Regions from separate parts of the Muntiacus reevesi genome. Here region 2 is linked to region 1. The links are chromatin contacts, called in public Hi-C maps. All regions are on one chromosome and are shown on one strand. The core of a region is the stretch at or near the end of the contact, and the rest is flanking DNA. Distances in the headings are between cores, read along the strand shown. Region 1 holds the start of RBM48 (RNA binding motif protein 48). Region 2 holds the start of CDK6 (cyclin dependent kinase 6).

What was found. A called contact is a pair of places that touch in the nucleus more often than the background predicts.
Region 2: a Hi-C map of muscle shows a contact between it and region 1, with 2.9 times the contacts expected there. The contact joins the promoter of CDK6 here to the promoter of RBM48 in region 1. A contact is called at or near these places in 2 of 3 Hi-C or Micro-C datasets (blood and muscle).

Annotation. Positions count from the first base shown.
Region 1 is chr6:9,480,909-9,484,657 of mMunRee1.1, reverse strand. RBM48 (RNA binding motif protein 48) reads right to left here and starts at 2,248. Exons shown (of 5, transcript XM_065939788.1): 1 at 2,106-2,248; 2 at 1,429-1,619. The coding sequence starts at 2,216. It overlaps PEX1 (peroxisomal biogenesis factor 1), which reads left to right and starts at 2,478. Exons shown (of 24, transcript XM_065938647.1): 1 at 2,478-2,701. The coding sequence starts at 2,576.
Region 2 is chr6:9,790,061-9,793,623 of mMunRee1.1, reverse strand. It overlaps CDK6 (cyclin dependent kinase 6), which reads left to right and starts at 2,163. Exons shown (of 6, transcript XM_065938631.1): 1 at 2,163-2,431. The coding sequence starts at 2,199.

The sequences.
Region 1 (3,749 bases), core at 999-3,498:
ATGGTATTGACCCTACTGATCCACTGCATATTCTTTCAGAGCCTTTCTTCCCCTCTCCCACGAGTCTTCATAGGTTTTAAGCTAAGTTTTCCAAACATATCCAGACTCCCTTTAGCCAACATAGGATTCAGCTGGTTGGCCTGAGGTACACAATCTGTGGTCACGAAATAGAGATTCTGTGTTAAAAGACCCTCGAGAATTAGCTCATGCCCAGCTTAGCCTGTTCAGCACAATGTCTTCCTATAATGGGGTTCAAAGATAAGAAATTAATAACAAATATTACAATTATAAACATTTAATAATGGAGGAAACACAAATGTGTAACAGCAAATGAGAAAAGGAGAGGATAGTATTCATTTAATGTATACTTACTAAACATCTATGGCTGGCCAGGAATTGCTACAAAATTAAGTACTTCTGAGTCCAGGGAAAATGGTAAGAAATATTCACTGAGATTTTACCATGTGCCAGGCAGTGGCCTAAATGCTTAAATGCTTCACTTGAAATCACACTTCTCAATATCCCTGTGATGACTCTGAGGCATGGGGAGATCATTTGTCCAAGCTCACCTTGGTTTGTGGAGCCAGGATTCAAATCCACATGTCACACTGGCCTATTGTAAAAGGGGTGTGGGAGATGCAAAAGCTTTGTGGAATGAATGCACAATGAGAAAATATGCTTCCCTAACCATGAGGAGATGGCAAGCTGGTTAGGGCAGTGAGATTATACGTAAGAGCAACTGGAGACCAATATATTGCCCACATACCCCAGTACTATTTATAGCACAGAAAATGTGAATTGTAATAGCCAGGGAAGGATGGGTCTTGAAGCATATTAATGACAAGAATATGAGATAAGGCATTTCATATTTCCCTTACTAGAGCAGAGGATTTATGCTATACAGAAGAAAAAAAAACATGGGGTCAATTCATATAGATGCATAACAAGAAATGTTAACAGCTAATGTTTACTGCATTCTGAACAGGAGGCATTTGCTAAGCCCTTTACATGGATTATCTCATTTCATCCTCATACAACTTAAGTAAGTAGATCCCTTTTTTACCATACACATTTTATAAAACAGGAAAACAGATTTAATGGGATTAAATAACTTGCCCAAGGTCATGATTAGTAAGCAGTGAAACCTGAAAACTTAGTCCAAACCCAGTTTTTAATCTACCACACTACAAAGACAGAAAATAGTTAAGCAAAAAAAAAAAATAATAATAAATAATAAATAAATAAAAATAGTTAAGCATGGGGATGACCTGATGGACAGACTTGATAAAGCTAACACCTACATTAAGAATATTGGAGAAAAATAAAAAGCCATGTTAAACTACTGGGTAATTCATGAAAGAATGCGGGAGGCCAAAATGACAGCAATGGCAACAGAGGAAATGAGACACTGCTTAACTTGCACATTACCTTGCGCTCTGTAAATTGAGAAATTTAATAAGATAAACCTCTGTAAAGTCTTCTGCTGGGTATTCGTCTAGAGCATTGTACTGTTCAATTGCACCATATAGAGCAAATCGCTCAACTAATTCCTTCATTGCTCCCACTGCAGGAACTCCTTGTATTAGTAAGTACCAAGACTCCAAGTTGATTGTATATACCTAAAACAAATGCAGACACATTAAATGTATTTCACAAACAAGCCTAAGACAAACCTGTTACTATTAAAAAAAAAAAAAAAGCTGAAAACAAGAACTACTCTGGTCAGGTCTGCAGAAAAGTTTTTAAAAAACCTGCCCCTCTCTTTGCATAAACAGTAACTAACCCTACGTGTGAGAGCTTCAAGCTAAAGCACATAATAGACTACCTCCAATCGATACGTCTTCAGAAGTTGCCTCGGTAAATGTTACAGGAAAGAGTTAAATATTCACTACTGTAAACACATACCCCGTTTTCACGGAGCTCCAACAGTTGACTGATACTCCGCGAGAGTATCTGGTACCTGAGTACCAGCGTTCCTCACACTCACCTCCAGCAAATGGATGTGACCGCAGCCTTTGAAGACTTCATTTACATTAACTAGGCGTGTGAAGCTACAGCTCACATAAAGCTACCGACGACAACGAATGAAACCAAAATCACTTTACCTTCACAGCGCGAGGCCGTCGGCCCTCCCGATACTTGGCTCTCGAGTCGCACACAGCCCTTTGGACGTGGTGGTCGAATACGCCGCCAACTTGCCCTCCGCTCGACGCCATCTTGGCGGCTTTGGCCCTCGCAGAGAGGACAACATCCGCCTTGTTGCCCTCCGGATTATCCAATAAGAGAGAGGGATGGGTCAAGGCGCGCCGAGATTGGCTGAAGGGTCGACAGGGTTGGCCATCGCTTCCTGTGAGCAAGTAGTCGGCGAGCGAGCTGCCGCCCTCCAGCGGCGCGGCGGAGAGGCCCGCCGAGCCGGCGTGGGCGTGCTTGCCGCTCCGGCTGCCGCGGCGCGGCGGGCGCGAGGGGCGGGGCCTGGGCGCGGGGCCGACCGAGCGACTCTGGCCCGGACGCGCTCGGCCCGCAGTTAGCCCGCGTCCGCTGGGGTGGGCCTCCGGGGGGACCTCGCTTGCGGAGGATGTGGGGCGGCGGTCGGCTGGCGGGTTCTGGTGGCGGGGCGGCCGTGACCGTGGCCTTCACCAACACGCGCGACTGCTTCCTTCACTTGCCGCGGCGCCTAGTGGCCCAGCTGCACTTGCTCCAGGTAACGCGCCCGCCCCACGGACTCCCCAGCCCGGACTCGGGACTCCGGGGGGGCCGCCTGCGGTCGCCCGGGACCCGGGCCTTTTCGGGCGCAGCGGCCGCTCGGGCGTCTCCCGACGGCGGGACGCGGGCTGCTCTCCCCGCGCCGCCGACCTGTTCAGCGGCGAGACCGTGGGCCGCTCCGGAGCAGGGCCGGTCCGGGCGGTCTTTGCAGCCCTGCGACGTCGGGTGCAGCCCCAGGCCTTTGCGTTAACTTGCCGTACGGGTTCCAGGTCTTCACTGGGTGAAACTGGGCTTTCACACATGCTGGTAATTCTACCTTTGAGTTCCCCTGTTCCTCACTCCAGGTTGGAAAAGCTTTGGCGAAGTCGAGTTTGTCTTTGCGGGTTTTCTTTTTTTTTCTTTCGTAAAAAACGTTTTTCCTGCCAGTGATTTCCAGGTGCGCCTGCCTGTCTGTGGCCCAGGAGTCCCTGTAAATTAATAGAGACCGAGTCGCGAGCGAGATAGTTTATTAAGATGAAGGTTCTCGCTGCGTCTCCGCGGCTCAGAATACCTCCGAGGTGTGCCCGGAACGTGCAGTGGGACTATGCATACTTGGACCTCTGCAGGCAGTTGCCCTCTGGACATTGTGATTGTGGTAGTTCATAGTTCTAACCACATCCCTAGTTTCGTAATTATAAAACAGAGGCACCTGGTCTAAGAGTTTGAGTGTGCTGTGAGGACATAAAGATAGAATAGTTGAAATCTTTGAAAATCCTGGATGCATAGTACCCACTACGGGCTAATCCTTGCAGGAAATATTTAGGAGTTTGCAATAATTTTAAATATCCCACCTCTCCATTTTAGCTACTTCCCTGTAATTACTTTCCTAGATTGTTTTTCCCCCCAGTCTTTCAAAGCATGTTAATTTCAGTAGCTCCTGCCATTATTGCTTTTACAATAGAGAGTCTTTCTGGGCCTCCCAGGTGACAGCTAGTGGTAAAGAAGCCTTGGACCAATGTAGGGGATATAAGAGACGCCGGTTCGATTCCTGGGTGGGGAAGATCCCC
Region 2 (3,563 bases), core at 914-3,413, 310 kb before region 1:
GTGGACGGGGCGGGGGGGAGGCACGGCTGCTCCCGTTTCTCTCCGCCGGAGCCGACAGTCCGGGGAGCGAGGGGGGAGAGCCGGGCGGGCGGTGCGGGGCCGGGCGGGGGCGGCGGGCGCAGCTCCCTGCGGGGGTGGGACGTCCCCGCCGCTTCCTCCGCCGCCCGGCGGCGGGCAGGCCTGGGGCGCGGAGGGGGCCCGCGGGAGGGGGCGGGCGGCGCGCTCGCCGCGGCTCCTCCGCTACCTGTGTGGCCCTCGGCCTGGCTCCGACCGCTGGGTCCTCGGCTCGGGGGGCTCGTTCTTCGGCTCCCCCAGGACTGGCCTTCACCTTTTAAGGAGAATTCTGAATGGAGAGAGTGTGAGGAGCCCGGTGCTCGCTGCGGTCCCCTCCGCCCGCAGACCGCGGGAGTCGCGCAGTCTGTGTCTTTAATTCCTGGCGGAAGGCGAGCGAGCCAGAGGTGCGGGGCAGGTAATTCCGAGGAGCTCCGGGAATTTCGGACACGCAGTCGGAGCGGCGAATGTCCGGCGGAGACCACAGCGTTGGTGGAGCGGAGGTCCTGGGTCCTGGATTGCAGCTTGAATGGGAAAGAAGAGTGCGACCCCCACCCCCGCTTTGTTGTGTGTGTATGGGGGGGTGTGGTGGGTTCCGGGCGCCACTGGCTGCAGTTCGGACCCGACCTTAAGCTGAAAGGGGAGTGGAGCAACCACCTCTGCTACCTACTTCAGGAACAACCCTGAGAGTGGGGAAAGGTTCGCGAGTCCCGGCCTCGGGGGCGCAACCCCTTTTCGCTTCCCCCTGGAGGCAGCCTTTACTCCCCCCGCCCCTCGCCCTTTTTAAGGGGAGGCTGTTTCGCTCAGGTTGCAATCGGTTGAAAAATTCAAGGCGAGTCACGATTATGCCGCCTTGCTTCTGAAGTTCTCCAAGGAGACGACCAGCTGAACTGCGGCAAGCACCTCTTTATCCCATTCTTAGGGTTCGGCAGGCGACTTCACCCGCTCACCCCCCCGCCGCCCCGCCACACCGCAGGGGGAGGCATCGCTCACCCACTCCAGAGGAGCGGGAGCTCCCGCCCTCTCGGATCTGATGGCTTTCCACCAGGGAGGTCTTCCCAAGTCAGAGGAAGGATTCCGTTTCCAACCCAGACTCTTTTACCCTAAAAAGACCATTTGTGTGTCGTCTTTAAATGTCTCCTCGTAGAAAAACTGAAAGTAGAAAGGAAGCAATTTCCGAGCAGATGTCTGACCACCCCTCCTCGCACACTCCCAGCATCGGGTTACAAAGGTCCTGGGAGCCCCCACCCACATTCTGCGGCCGCACTCGGGCGGACCCGAGGTCTCTCCACAGCGGGCTGCGCACGACCCCAGAACGCCCCCACGGCACCCACGGAGCCCCTGTCCCCCGACGTCCAGGCCCGGCAGGCAGGGAGGGCAGCAGCGCAACACAATAATACAGGGAAATATTAAGCCGTGACATTGACGTGCCCGGCGCCTCCCCTCCCCCGCGCTCCCGGCACACTCTGGGCTGCTTGGCACGCCCCCTCTCGTTCCACTGCGTCCCGCGCCCGGCGCTCATCCCCGAGGGGCCCCTGCAACCTCTCCGCACGAAGACGGCTCCAGCTCTGCAGGGAAAGAAAAGTAACTTCGTTTTTCTCGGAGGAACCAGGAAGGATTAAGCGGCCTGGGAGAGGGCAGGAGCTCGCAGAGGGTAGCGATGGGGGCTGCGTAGAGGAGGAGGAGGGGTCCCTGTAGGAACCCCGGAGAAGGCGCCTGGGATGTCTGATTACACTTTCTTCTTGTCCTCCTGTCTCCTCCTTTAGGTGGAATGACCGTGGGCTGAGACGCGCTCGGGCTGAGACTGAGACTATGTAATCGCCTCGGTGACTGCAGAGGACTGCGCTTCGGGGAGGGAAGAGGAGGGATCGGCTCGCTCCTCGGCGACTCAGCAGGCGGAGTTTCAGAGCGGCGGCACCAGGGTTGCGCCCGCCCGCGGGGAGGTCGCTCCATCCAGCCCCGGCGGCCGCGAGAGTCCGAGCGCCCGAGCGCGGTAGTCGGCGGGGGGTGAGAGCGAGCGAGACCGAGCTCCGGGGCGCGAGGGAGTCGGCCGGGGAGTCCGGGAGGAGGCGAGCGGCGGCCACCAGCGAGCCGAGCGCGCCCCCCGCCCGCGCCAGCGGCACCGCGCCGGGCGGCGTCCGGGCGGCATGGAGAAGGACGGCCTGAGCCGTGCTGACCAGCAGTATGAGTGCGTGGCGGAGATCGGGGAGGGCGCCTACGGGAAGGTGTTCAAGGCCCGGGACCTGAAGAACGGAGGCCGTTTCGTGGCGCTGAAACGCGTGCGAGTGCAGACTGGCGAGGAGGGCATGCCGCTCTCCACCATCCGCGAGGTGGCGGTGCTGAGGCACCTGGAGACCTTCGAGCACCCCAACGTGGTCAGGTGAGCGGTGGATCGGCGCCCGTGCCGTCGGGGGCCGTGCGCTGGGGGAGGGCCTGGGGTCCCCGGCCCCGCGAGGATGCTGCGCGGGCGGGGGAGGCAGGGCGCCATCCGTCGACCTTACGGAGTGAGAGTGAGTTTTGTCGACAGAGCCACGAGCCAGAGCTGGCGACCTTGCCAGACAGCGAGCAAAAAGACCAGTCAGAAAATATGACCTGCGCAGCCTTCCCCGCCGCTGTGCCAGTTCCAAGTGTTTTCCTCCCGGTTCTTCCTGAAAGGGGTCCGGAAAGATGGGTGTCCTTTAGGGGACAGAACAAGGCAACCTGAGACGGGCGCCCAGCCCCCCAGGCCCCCGCGTAGTTTTCTTGGCCATTGGGGGAGTTTTTGAGAGAATGAATGAGAGGTAACAGGGTATGGTGGTAATTAGTAGGGGAAAAAAGTCTTCTGCCAGAGCCTCGTATAAATGAGGTTTTAAAGTGCAGAAACACTTGAGAATAATTTTGTCAATTACACCTACATTTTCTTTTCGCTAACGTTGCATAATGATAAGGATTCCTGATGAAGGACTTCAGTGCCGACGCCCAGTTTGTATCATTTTTAAAATGTCTTCCAAACATGTTACCTGTTCGTATTATTTTGTGTGTCTGAGAGGGCATAGTCCTTAGGCTCCTTCTCCAGGCAGTCAGTCCAGGTTATGGAATATTTAGATTGCAAACGTCCTGCCCAGGATTCTCCTCGGTGGGCTGTGCTGGCGGGTGGGGAGGCAGCAGCTTTTACAGTGTCTCTTGTGTGGGAACCAGTATTAAACCAAAGTGTGTGTGACTTTGGATAATGGTGTTTTCTTAGTGATCCTGGAATTTCCCCATTGTGTGTTTGACATTGTGTGGTGTGTCATCCTTTTCTTTTTTTAAACAGAGGTGCATAGTTTTAAGCTGAAAAGGAATGCCCAGAAACTTCTACAAATTAGGGTGTGATTTTACCTTTCTCAACTTCTAAGATAATAAGTTGGAGAAAGGAGGTCTTGAGGTCTTCTTCCTGTCTCCTCATCTGTCCAGGGGCTCTGTTCAACAAATACATATCTACTACTGTATGTGTGCTGTGGATGAGATTATGTAAATAAGCATAGCTAAATATT